2 separate regions of the Sus scrofa genome follow, and region 2 is linked to region 1. A link is a contact called in public Hi-C data. All regions are on one chromosome and are shown on one strand. The core of a region is the stretch at or near the end of the contact, and the rest is flanking DNA. Distances in the headings are between cores, read along the strand shown.

Region 1 (6,143 bases), core at 1,831-4,330:
ACCTAAGTTTATCCATTCATCTACTGAAGGATGTCTTCTTGCATCCAGGTTTTGGTATTTTTGAGTAAAGCTGCCATAAATACCCCTATGCCAGGGGGCCCAGGAGGGCTGGCTGGGCCTGGGGGTGCAGTGAGCACCTGGGGGTTTCAGGTGGCTCCCACCTGTCTTTCTGGGAACCTTGTCTCCTGCGCGCTGCCAGCAAGCCCACGCTCACAGGATGGGGTGGGGTGGAGGGCGGTCCGAGACCCAGCTCTAGTGCCTGTCCCACTTCAAACTGGGCACCTGTCCCAACCTCACAGGGCTCAGTTTACCCTCTGTAGATCAGAGATGCAGGATCACCCACTGCCACAGCTGGTGGATCTAGAGAGGGAGCAGGCATGCTCAGCGCCTGCCACAGCTGGTGTGCTGGAAGCTGCCTCGGTGGTCTTTTCCTTTCATTCTCTCACCTGATGCAGGAATTCTAACCTTCCAGGATGCTTACCTTCCTGCCCGCCCCGCTCCTAACAGGACCTTGGAACCGGGTTCCCACCTCCATCCTCCCACCTGCTGGCCCGGGGCCTTGCTCCTGTGACTGACCACACCTGGCCTGGGTTTTTGCTCCAGCTCTGTGAACTTCCTGGTTCACCTGGCAGGGGAGAGACTGTCCTTTCCAGGGCACAACCCAAATCTCATCGAGTCCCAAAGGTTCTTCTTCACTGCTCTAATTCCTCTGCCATCTCCAGCAGTCAGAGGTGCCCAGGTGGTGCACTCACAAGGACCTGGGGTTCTGCGTCCAACTCTGTGGGCCAGAGCAGGGCCTGGGCATCCAGAGATTCAAGGGCTGAGGGCCAGGAAGGAGTGTCCCCTGACGAATCTCTATGGTTAAGGGGTAGGGGGTGCTCTCTGTGATGGTGGGGTGCCGTGTGTGAAGACGAGGTGACCCACTGCTTCCTAAGGCTGTTCAACCACCTGAATCCCCATATCACAGGCGACCTTGGCTTTTCCTCAATCCCAGAACCCTTCTGCAGAGGGATGAGCTGTCCTGGGGGGCTGTTTGGCCCAGGTGAGCTGTCCCTCCTACCTGCTTGAGCTCTTTTCCAACTAGGCCTGACTTGTGAGTTCAGAGAAGGCTGAGTAGAGTTTGGTCCAGGAGAGAATCTTTGTCAGCAACCACTGATCCACTTTCTTTCCTGTGGATTGCTTGTTCTGGACATTTCTTACACAATGGACCTATGAACAAGGCAGGGGTTGGGGGTGCAGACCCCCTATGCAGTTGAAAATCCACAAATAACATTAAAGTTACCTTTACCCATTCGTAATTATACAGCTGTAGACTCAACCATTGGCAGGTCCAGGTGTGCTGCGGTTCACATTCAGTGAAAACAATTCTTACATAGGATGGATCCACACATTCGAACCTGTGTTCAAGGGTCAACTGTAAACAGAATCATACACACTTGTGGCCTTGTACATCTGGCTTTTTTTACTGAATGTGTTTTCAAGGTTCACTTCTGGTCAAAGCATGTGTATTTCTGAGTCATTTATGTATATACATGTAGAGAAATATATTTTTCATTATGGTTTATTACAGGATACTGAATATAGTACCTGTGCTATACAGTAGGACTTTGTTTTTTCTGTTTGTTTGTTTGTTTTTTGCTTTTTCTAGGGCCACTCCTGTGGCATATGGAGGTTCCCAGGCTAGGGGTCTAATCGGAGCTGCGGCCACCGGCCTACACCAGAGACATAGCAACACAGGATCTGAGCCGAGTCTGCAACCTACACCACAGCTCACAGCAACGCCAGATCGTTAACCCACTGAGCAAGGCCAGGGATCGAACCCGCAACTTCATGGTTCCTAGTTGGATTCGTTAACCACTGTGCCACGATGGGAACTCCAACGTCTTTATACTGAGTCTTTTTTTTTCCTTTTAGGCCAACCCATGGCATATGGAAGTTCCTGGGCCCAGGATTGAATCTGAGCTGGAGCTGCCACCACAGCTTCAGCAACACCAGATCTTTAACTATGCCAATCTGGGGATGGAACTGGTGCCCCCACAGAGATAAGCCGGATCATTAAACCACTGTACCATAGCAGGAACTCTTGTACTGAGTCATTTTTTACATGGCATTTACTACTTTATAACACTGTTTTAGGAGTTCCTTTGTGGAGCAGTGGGTTAAGAATCTGGCATTGTCATTGCAGTGGCTTGCTTCTGTGGCGTGGGTTCTATCCCTGGCCCGGGGAACTTCCACATAGGTGTGGCCAAAAACAAATAAAAAAGCCGCACACTTTTACAGATTGGTTTGTCGTCATCTGTCCCCCCTCTGGAATGGAAACTTTCCTAGGGTAGGGGTTTTGCTCACTAGTCTATTCCTAATATCTGGAGGTGCTGGGAACATAGTAGGTGCTCAGTAAATATCTACTGGCCAGATAGCCATCTCAGGTCTGGGTCCCTTCAGTAGCACTTTCTTCCACCTTAACCCCCGCTCTGTGTCTCACTCTGCCTCCATACAGTGACACCTGTGGCACTTCCCAAACCCATTTGTCTTTCACCAGTTCCTGGGAGGTCCTCACTTCCAGGAGCCCAGCATGACTCACTCTCTTCCCTGGCGTTTCTGCACCTCTCTGTACCTCAGCTTCCTCACCTGTAAAATGGGAACAAGAGAAACTTACTCAAGGTTTCCTGGGGATTGAATAAGATAAAACGCCTCAAGCGACTACAACAGCATTTGGCACATAGCAAATGCTTTATTATGACGGGTTTGATACTAAAAGGTCTGGGAAGGCGCTGGTCTGCACGTGGTTGAAAGTATACCAGGGATGGTGCTGTGTGATTTCAGGCAAGGGGCTCAGCCTCTCTGTCCCTCGGTTCCTCTTCGATAACAAAGTGCTCGCTCCTTTAGGCGGGTTAAGGGAAGGAAAGAGCCAACGCGTGTAACACAGCGCCTATAAGTGTCCGCTGTTACGAAGGTTCGGTCGCTCTAAGACGGCGCAGCTCGGCGACCAGCCGGGCTTCTACGGCGAGGAAGGCCCGCCCCCCGAAAAGCCACGCCCCCAGCCACCAAGCTCCGCCCTAAGCCCCACCTCGCCCAGAAGGACTTTTGTCCACGTCCGGCCACCGTCCGGCCGTGTGCTCCATTTCCGCCTTCTCCCACGTGGTCCGGCTCGGGCTCAGTCCGCAGCGTCGTGAGTGGGGCTGGGTCGGGGCGCGCCCCACTGGTCCCAGCGTGGGTGCTTGGTGTCTCACCGACTCCTGGGGGGAAGCCGGCCGGGCGAGCGAGAGGACAAGGGGGACCAGGAGGGACTGGGAGGTCAGAGGTCAGCCTGGGGGTCAGGGGACGTCGGAGGTTATCCGCAGGCGGAACTGGAGTGTGAGAGGGTCCTGAAGGAGGTTGGAGCTCAGGAGGGGCGGAGCTGGAGCGTGAGGGGTCTTGGGGAGGTCAGAGTTCAGAGGGCGGGGCTGGAGCGGTGAGGTGGTCGGAGTTCTGCAGGGCCGGGCTGGTGTGTAGGGGCCGCGGGGAGGTCGGGGTTTAGAGGGCCCGGGCTGGTGCGCCCAGGGGGAGGTCAGGGGTCGGGCGCGTGCCCCCCCCGCCCCCCGCCACTCTCGGCCCTGCATGGGGCTCCCCAACCTGTGGGCGGCGGCCTGGGCCCTAAGGAGAGTCTGCGGACCGTGGACCCCGCGCCTTGGACCGCGCCTCCTCTGGTAATGACAGCGCACTTGTCCGTGACCCTGGTGTAGCACGCCCGACTGCATGCCCGGCCCAGCGCTAAAAGTCCTAATCGCGTATAGTGCTGTCATTGCTCCGTTTCTCGGACAGTGAAACCGAGGCCCAAGTTGGTGGTTGGGCAAAGTCTCCAGTTAGCGCCCAGCTGGGATTTGAATTCGGTGGTCAGCCTAGGGAGTTTACCAGACCATGCTGCCACCATTACTCCTTCCCTGTGCCCTTCCTTCTGTGTTGCTCACACCCGCCCCTGTCTTTTCAGTTTGCCCCCCATGGCGGGGAATGGGGAGGCCCCGGTGCCAGTGGGGACTGGGCAGGAACAGGACAAGAAGGCCCGGAGTGGCTGGCAGGGTGCTGCCAGGATCTGGGAGGAAACAGAACAGCAGGCAAAAAAGCTCAAGAGCAGCGAGGATGGGGAGCAGCGCAGGAAGCTGCCCAAGCGGAAGATTGTTCTGCTCATGGCCTATTCCGGGAAGGGCTACCATGGCATGCAGGTAAGGGTGTGCTGAGGGCCTGGGCAGCTCCAGCTTCTCTCACAGCTGCCCTGTGCTTCCAGCAGGAACCTCAGAGTCACGGTTATTCGCTGAGGCATCTCAGGAGGTGGGAGAAGGCAGAGTCTCATTCTTCACCTGCTTTTCAGAGTTATCATGTGGGTCCCACCAAGCAAGATTTATATTTGAATTGAAGCAGCTCTGAGCCCTGCTTTCTCCATGCATCTCTTGGATGCTTGCCAGGGGCATTCACTGGTCTCCCAAGGTGGTTAAGGGCCAAACCCTGCTGCTGACCAGTGGTGTGGCCTTGGGCAGGTGACTGGAGGCTCTGGGTGCCTTGTTTCCTCATCTTTCCTTTTTTTTTTTTTTTTAAGGCCTCACCCTCAGCATATGGAGATTCACAGGCTAGGGGTCCAATTGGAGCGACACCTGCTGGCCTACGTCAGAGCCACAGCAATGCCAGATCCAAGCCACGTCTGCGACCTACACCACAACTCATGGCAACGCCAGATCCTTAAGATCCTTAACTGGCTGAGTGAGGCCAGGGATTGAACCCACATCCTCATGGATCCTAGGTGGGTTCACTAACCGCTGAGCCACAGTGGGAACTCCCCCCCCTTTTTTTTCTTGGCAATGATGTGCAGTGGGATCTTAGTTACCAGACCAGAGATTGAACTTGGGCTGCAGCATTGAAAGTGCCAAGTCCTAACCACTAGACCACCAGGGAACTCCCTCATTTCCCCATCAGTTTTTTTGGCCACACCCAAGGCATGCAGAAATTCTCAGGCCTCGGAGTTCCCATTGTGGCTACAGCTCCGATTAGACCCCTAGCCTGGGAACCTTCATATGCCGCAGGAGCGGCCCTAGAAAAGGCAAAAAGACAAAAAAAAAAAAAAAAAAAAGAAAGAAAGAAAAATTCTCAGGCCTCAAACCAGCGCCACAGCAGTGACCTGGGCTTTTGCAGTGACAACACTGATACTTACCTGCTGTCCCACAAGGGAACTTCTTGTTTCCCCATATTTAAGATGGGGATAATCGTAGTACTGACTTCATAGGGTGAAAAGATTCACTAGGCTGACCCATACTGGACACTCAAACCCAGGACAGTGCAAGCGAGGCTGAGAAGTGGCAGCTGTTACTCTTTGTTAGATTTGCTAAGGTGGGTGACAGTGACAGTGGGTGTGCAGGCACTTTAGAGTCCCCTGCCCAGCCTAGCCCTGTGGTCCTTTCCTGAAATGCAGGAGGGTCCAGGTGCCCCAACAGATGCACATAAACTTTCTTCTTGTTCCTCGTGTTCAGCACTGTGGCCCTTGAACTTCAGTTCCTTTTTTTTTTTTCCCCCCCTCTCTTTTTAGGGCCACACCCTTGGCATATGGAAGTTCCCAAGCTAGGGGTAGAATCTGAGCTGTAGCTGCCTGCCTACACCATAGCCACGGCAATGCAGGATCCTTAACCCACTGAGCAACGCCAGGGATCAAACCTGCGTCTTCATGGATACTAGTCAGGCTTGTTACCCCTGAGCCAAAATCGGCACTCCTAGTTCCTTGTTATTAAACTTCTTTAAGCTTGACTCACAGGAAAGGGTCCATGGCTATGTAGCGCATCTAACTGAAATGGAAGTTTAAGAAAATAATGTCCAACCTTACCTGTGCTAGCATAACCTTTATTATGAATAATAATAGTAATAAGATACTTTGTATCCTATTTTATATATATATATATATTTTTTTTTTTGTCTTTTTGTCTTTTTTTTTGTTGTTGTTGTTGTTGTTGCTATTTCTTGAGCCGCTCCCGCGGCATATGGAGGTTCCCAGGCTAGGGGTTGAATCGGAGCTGTAGCCACCGGCCTGCGCCAGAGCCACAGCAACGCGGGATCCGAGCCGCGTCTGCAACCTACACCACAGCTCACGGCAACGCCGGATCCTTAACCCACTGAGCAAGGGCAGG
Region 2 (6,143 bases), core at 1,755-4,254, 57 kb before region 1:
AGCCCCTCGTGGCCTGGGCTTCCTCACCCAGCGATCAGCCCCACCACCCTGCCCTCCATCTCCCCTCCCCCCCTCATCTCCCCTCCCTTCCCCCACTCTCCTCCCCTGCCCCTGACTCCAGCCACACTGACCCAGCCCTTCCCCAGACCAGAGCTCCTGCCTGAGAACCTCTGCACACGCAAGTCCCCAGGTCTGTCTCCAATGTCACCTTTGCAGCAATGCCTCCCCAACCACCTGCCTGAAATTGCAAAGGGCCCTTCCTCCCACAACACACCCAAACCCCTTCCCTCCTTCATTGTTCTTCATGGCATTTAAACCATCTGACTTACTACACAATTGATTTACACATTCAATGCTTATTTTGTTGGCTGACTTTCCTCTCCACTAGCATATAAACTTTTGGCCTATTTTGGAGTTTCCGCTGTGATGCAATGGGTTTAGTGGTGTCTCTGGAACACTGAGATGCACATTCAATCCCTGGCCTGGCACAGAGTGTTAAGGATCTGGCGGTGCCACAGTTGTGGTGTACGTCACAACTGCAGCTCAGATCTGATCCCTGGCCTGGGAACTCCATGTGCCATGCGGCAGCCAAAAAAGTAAGGAAAAAAAATTTTGGACTGGGTCACCTTTCTGTACAGTAGAAAATTGACAGACACTGTAAACCAGCTATGATGGAAAAAATAAAAATCATTTCCTTTTTTTTTTGTCTTTTTGCCTTTTCTGGGCCTCTCCCTCGGCACATGGAGGTTCCCAGGCTAGGGGTCTGATCTGAGCTGTAGCCAGCGGCCTACACCAGAGCCACAGCAACGTGGGATCCGAGCCACATCTGCGATCTACACCACAGCTCATGGCAATGCTGGATCCTTAAACCCACTGAGCAAGGCCAGGGATTGAACCTGCAACCTCATGGTTCCTAGTCAGATTCGTTAACCACTGCACCACGACGGGAATTCCAATAAAAATCATTTAAAAAAAAAAGATTAAAAAAAAAATTTGACCTATTTTGTTCAACGCTGTGGTCTTAGCTTACTCAATGTTTGTTGAGTGGATAAACAAATGACAAATGCCACAGGTGGGCTCAGGGCCCATGCTGGCATCTGATCCAGGCCTGCTTTGCCCTGAGTGATCTCAGGAGTCCTCTCCACCTCCTGGCCCAGGAAACAGCCTTTGGGAGGTTGGTCATTCAGTTTGGATGAAGACCAGAACTGCTCTGGACGGACCTAGACAACCGGCCCCTAGGCCAGATCAGGGAGCAGGACTCAAACAAGTACTGTGCCCGGGTCCTCCCTCAGGCTGTGACTCCATCCTGGCGTCCATGGTGTCTGACTCTCTCTCCATCCCCATGTTGGTTTCAAAGGGGAGACATAAACACCTTGCAGTCAACTCTTGGGAGACGTGAGGATGTTGCAGCAGAGGCCACCAGGCTGCCATGCGGACGGCCACCCGGGGACCCTCAAAGCAGCACCAGGTGGCAAGAAGTAGAGTGAAACAGGGCCAGCCCAGTAAATAAGGGCCACCCAGCGGCCTCAAGTTCTCCTGGCCATTTGTTTCACGATAACACAGGCGATACAAAAAAAAAAAAAAAAAAAAAAAAAATGACCTAAGCAATATGGCTGCTTTCTGCTGAGCAGAAACCCAGCGGCACAACACGGAAAGTATTGACTGTGCCCACAGAGGATGTTGGCAGCCCCCAGAGATGGATGACACTGTGACCTTTACTCTCACACCCGTTTCACAATCGAGCACAGGAACCAGCAGGTAAATAAATATAAATATAAGACAGGTGCTCTGCGGAGCTGGGGATCCAGGTGGCTGCAGGTGGTAGGGAAAAGAGCAAGGAGAGGGAGTTCCTGCTGTGGCACAGCGGAAACGAATCTAACCAAGAACCAGGAGGTTGCAAGTTCGATCCCTGGCCTTGTTCAGTGGGTTAAGGATCTGGCGCTGCCATGAGCTGTGGTGTAGGTCACAGACACGGCTTGGATCCTGCATTGCTGTGGCTGTGGCATAGGCCAGTGGCTATAGCTCCGATTGGACTCCTAGTCTGGGAACCACAGTTGTGGCCCTAAAAAGCAAACAAACAAACAAACGAAAACAAACAAGCCAAAGAACGAGGAGAAGCGTGGTGACCAAGTGCTGGAGCCAGAAAGAATGGACCCCCCCAGGGGAGTTGTAGGGGGCAGCCAGGGCTGAGGGCTGTTCGGAGCAGTCCAGGCATCCTGGAAGGTGGAGCTCCCAGGTCACACCCTCATCTCTGTCCTGGCCGGGACAGGTGGCTGCCGGCCAGGTTTGCATCACCCCAGAAAGGCCCCGGCAGCTCCAGGCCACATCGGCGTGGACCCTGATGCAATCCTCTGCCATCATGCAGCCCGGCAGCCCTGCCGCACCTGGACTCTGCCTTTCCTGGGGGCCCACCCCCCAACTTCAGCTGCCAGCTTCCCCTTCCTCCCAGGCTCCATTCGGAAACACTCAAGTGATCACTGTGTGGTGCCCAGCAAGTCACTTCCTGTCTCTGAGCCTTCCTTTCCCACCTCCCAAATGGCCCTGAAATGTGAAAAGCCAGGCGGGTGGGCTTTGGGGTCACGGGTTCCCCAGCCAGGCCCCCTCACATCCAATCTTGTACTTCTTTTTTTTTCTTTTTGGTCTTTTTTTAGGGCTGGACCCACAGCATATGGAAGTTCACAGGCTAGAGCTTGAATCAAAGCTGCAGCTGCCGGCCTACACCACAGCCACAGCAATGCGGGATCAGAACCGCATCCATGACATACACCACAGCTCATGGAAATGCCAGATCGGTAACCCACTGAGAGAGGCTGGGGATCAAACCCGGGGACTCAAGGATACTATTTGGGTTCTTAACATGCTGAGCCAAAATAGGAACTCCCAATCTTCTACTTCTTGATGGTATGATTCTGACACATTGCGAAACTGCCTGTCTGTGAATGGGGGATAAATTCAGGATCAATGTTTAAACCGATTGGCTGGCTTAAACAAGCAACCACAGTTGGAGATGAGAAACTGGCCCAGGGCACAGGTGCCCTACTGGGATCTGCTGTGTTATGACCGTATTTCACTGAGTCCTCAGTGAACAGTTATTCACACGAAATCACGATGTGTCCTGGAGTTCCCTTGTGGCTCAGTGGGGTAAGGATCTGGTGTTGTCACTGCTATGGTGAATGTTCAGTCCTGGGCCTGGGAACTTCCACATGCCAAGGGCGTGGCCAAAAAAAAAGGATGTGTCCTAAAATGGATGGAACATTTTGTACAAAGTACAACCCGAAGCATTTTGTTCTTTCCAGTGGCATGAAAATTAATTGGGTTCTTTCCATCAAAGGCATTTAGATTTGATGGAGCACAGAGGTGTCTCTAAGCTCAACTGTGCAGGGTGTCATAAAAAAAGAGGCGGGGCTGGAGTTCCTGTTGTGGCTCAGAGGGTTAAGAATCCAATTAGTATCCATGAAGATTCAGGTTCGATCCCTGGCCTCACTCAGTGGGTTAAGAATCCGGCATTGCCATGAGCTGTGGTGTAAATCACAGATGAGGCTTGGATCTGGTGTGGCTGTGGCTGTGGTGTAGGCCAGCAGCCACAGCTCTGACTTGACCCCTAGCCTGGGAACTTCCATGTGCCACGGGTATAGCCCTGAAAAGGACAAAAATAAATGTACCTCTGACTGTCCTGAGGAAGGCGCTGCACAGATCAGTGGTGTCCCCAGGCCAGGTGGGCCTCCAGGTGGAAACAGGCAGCTGGGCTGGAGGGAAAAATCCAAATGTCTGTTTCTTTCTGAGCCCAGGTGTCTCCCAGAGCAATGAGATGCCAACTGGAGGGGTGGCGGCCACATGCCATTTTATTTATTGCTGTCTCCTCCTCGAAACTGCTGGATTGTTTCTGACAAATGTAGACAGCTTTCTTTTTTTAATTCTTTCTTTCTTTTTTTGGGGGGGGAGGTGGTTGGTTGGTTTTTTGTTTTGTTTTGTTTTGTTTTTTGCCTCCCTCAAGGCCTGTGGAAGCTCCCAGGCCAGGAATCAAACCTGTGCCACAGCAGCGACCCAAACCACAGCAGTGACAACTCAGAATCCTTAACCTACTGAGACACAGGAGAACTCCATCAGCTCCTACCTTGTTTAACAACCGTGTTATAAAATACACATAATGCAAAATTTGCCACCAGTGACACTGTACACACCTGGGACTGCATGGCCCCACCTGTCTCTTGTTCCAAATGTTGGTTTTTTGGGGATTTGCTTTTTTTTTTTTTTTTTTTTGGTCTTTTTAGGACCGCACCCGTGGCATTTGGAGGTTCCCAGGCTAGGGGTTGAATCTGAGCTACAGTTGCCAGCTCACACCACATCCATAGCAACACTGCATCCACACCATGTCTGCAACCTACACCGAACCTCACGGCAATGCCAGATCCTTAACCCACTGAGTGAGGCTAGGAATCAAACCCACATCCTCATGGAACTAGTCCAGTTCATTACCACTGAGCCATGGCAGGAACTCCATGGTTCCGATCATTGTTGACTCCCAGAGGAAGCTCAGTGCCCATAAGCTTCATTCCGCCCCCCACCCCCCACCCAATCCTGTCACCAGCCCTCAGCTAACACGAATCTAACTCAGGTCTCTGTGCATTTGCTTCTCATCTGGAGGGAAATTCTGTGGCTTTAATGTAACGTGTTTTCAAGGTTCATTCACATTGTGGCATGTGAATCAGAGCTTCATTCCTTTTGGCAGCTGAGTCATGTTCTCTCATGTGACTCTGGTTTTCCTCATTCACCCATCAGTGGACATCAAGATCACCTTTTGGCAATTGTGAATAACCCTACTGTGAACATGAATGTACGTTTTGGTAGTGCCCCAGTTTTAGTACTCTGGGGTTATATGTGTCCCAGAGGCTGCACCCAGGGAGGCGGCACTGACAGGGTCCGACCTCTAGGCTGGAACCAAGGAGTTCCAACCTCTCAGCCGCCCCGGAGAGTCCACTTGCTCCAAAGCATAAAAGGCGGATACAATTCCCTCCACTTTCGTTTTTCTTTTCTCTTTTTATTTTTGGTCTTTTGAGGGCCGCACCTGTGGCATATGGAGGTTCCCAGACTAGGGGTCAAATCAGAGCTGCAGCTGCCGTCCTACACCACAGCCACAGCAACGCCAGATCCGAACTGCACTGGGGACCTACACCACAGTTCATGGCAACATCAGATCCTTAACCCACTGAGCAAGGCCAGGGATCAAACTCTCATTTTTATGATCCTTATCCTTAGTTCGTTGCCACTGAGCCACAATGGGAACACCTTCTTCCACGTCCCATTGTCCTGCAGGATCTCCTGGCATGTCCATGAAGGCAGCTGGGTTTGAGACCTGCAGGCCAGTCTTGGTCGGGCGAGGGGAAGCTGTGTCCACAAAGGTCCACTAGGTGGGTCCTAGAGGGTAACACCTGTTCCAGGTGAGTCCGGACTTGCTCAGGTGTAGACTCTGCAGTGTGGCTGGACTGGACCCATCTCCTTGGGGTCACCAGCTGCTGCTGGTGGGTGAGGGGTGTGAGAGCCACCAGGAGCACAGAGCCTAGCAGACACCTGCAGGGACACAGATAAATTTATAAAAGCCATATATTAGGCACATCGATTTGGAGTCTGTACCAAAGTTCATCACTTATCAGCAAAGGAACCGGTAGGAGATACACGCTGCTCTTCTGAGAGGGTTTGGAGAATGTGGTCTAGGTATTTGGGAAGCTGGGATACAGATGCCTGTTTTATTTCTAAGATCGGACCCTCACCACTTTGTGGACAAAGAATGTCACCTGCCATTTCAGTAAACAAAGGACGTTGTGGTCATAAAACCATTCGACACTGTAGTGGCTCCTCTGGTGCACCCTGAGGGGGATTCGGGGCTGGAGAAAAACAGGATACTGGCACTAAATAGTTAGGATGCTTATCAAAAAACAAAAGCACAAAGACAAAGAAAGAAAAGAAGAAAGATGCTTATCAAAGGAATGTTTCCAATCAGTGCAGAATTCTTGTATCTTTACATACAAAGAAAGGCCCTAAAATCATTTATCTGTGGGTCTTGCAGTGGGTTAAGGATGTGACCACCTGAAGCAATAGGTCAAAGCTGCAGCTCAGGTTTGACCCCTGGCCTGGGAATTTCCATA

The links. Hi-C and Micro-C count contacts between places; a contact is called where the count stands out from the background.
Region 2: a contact with region 1 is called in a Hi-C map of liver, with 7 times the contacts expected there. The contact joins the enhancer-like site here to the promoter of PUS1 in region 1. A contact is called at or near these places in 1 of 5 promoter capture datasets (liver), 6 of 47 Hi-C or Micro-C datasets (embryonic fibroblasts, epiblast stem cells, liver and 1 more) and 1 of 2 datasets of contacts at active chromatin or transcription factors (skeletal muscle).

The regions. Positions count from the first base shown.
Region 1 is chr14:23,415,407-23,421,549 of Sscrofa11.1, reverse strand. PUS1 (tRNA pseudouridine synthase A, mitochondrial) reads left to right here and starts at 3,080. Exons shown (of 6, transcript XM_001928590.5): 1 at 3,080-3,169; 2 at 3,968-4,199. The coding sequence starts at 3,978.
Region 2 is chr14:23,472,497-23,478,639 of Sscrofa11.1, reverse strand. No RefSeq gene overlaps it. Among named protein-coding and RNA genes, the nearest start is that of ULK1, 27 kb to the right of the region's middle. Within about 2 kb of position 3,004, at least 1 of the 83 cell types and tissues checked has an H3K27ac peak or open chromatin away from gene starts, as enhancers often do. A contact at or near this core is called in liver, where this site is marked.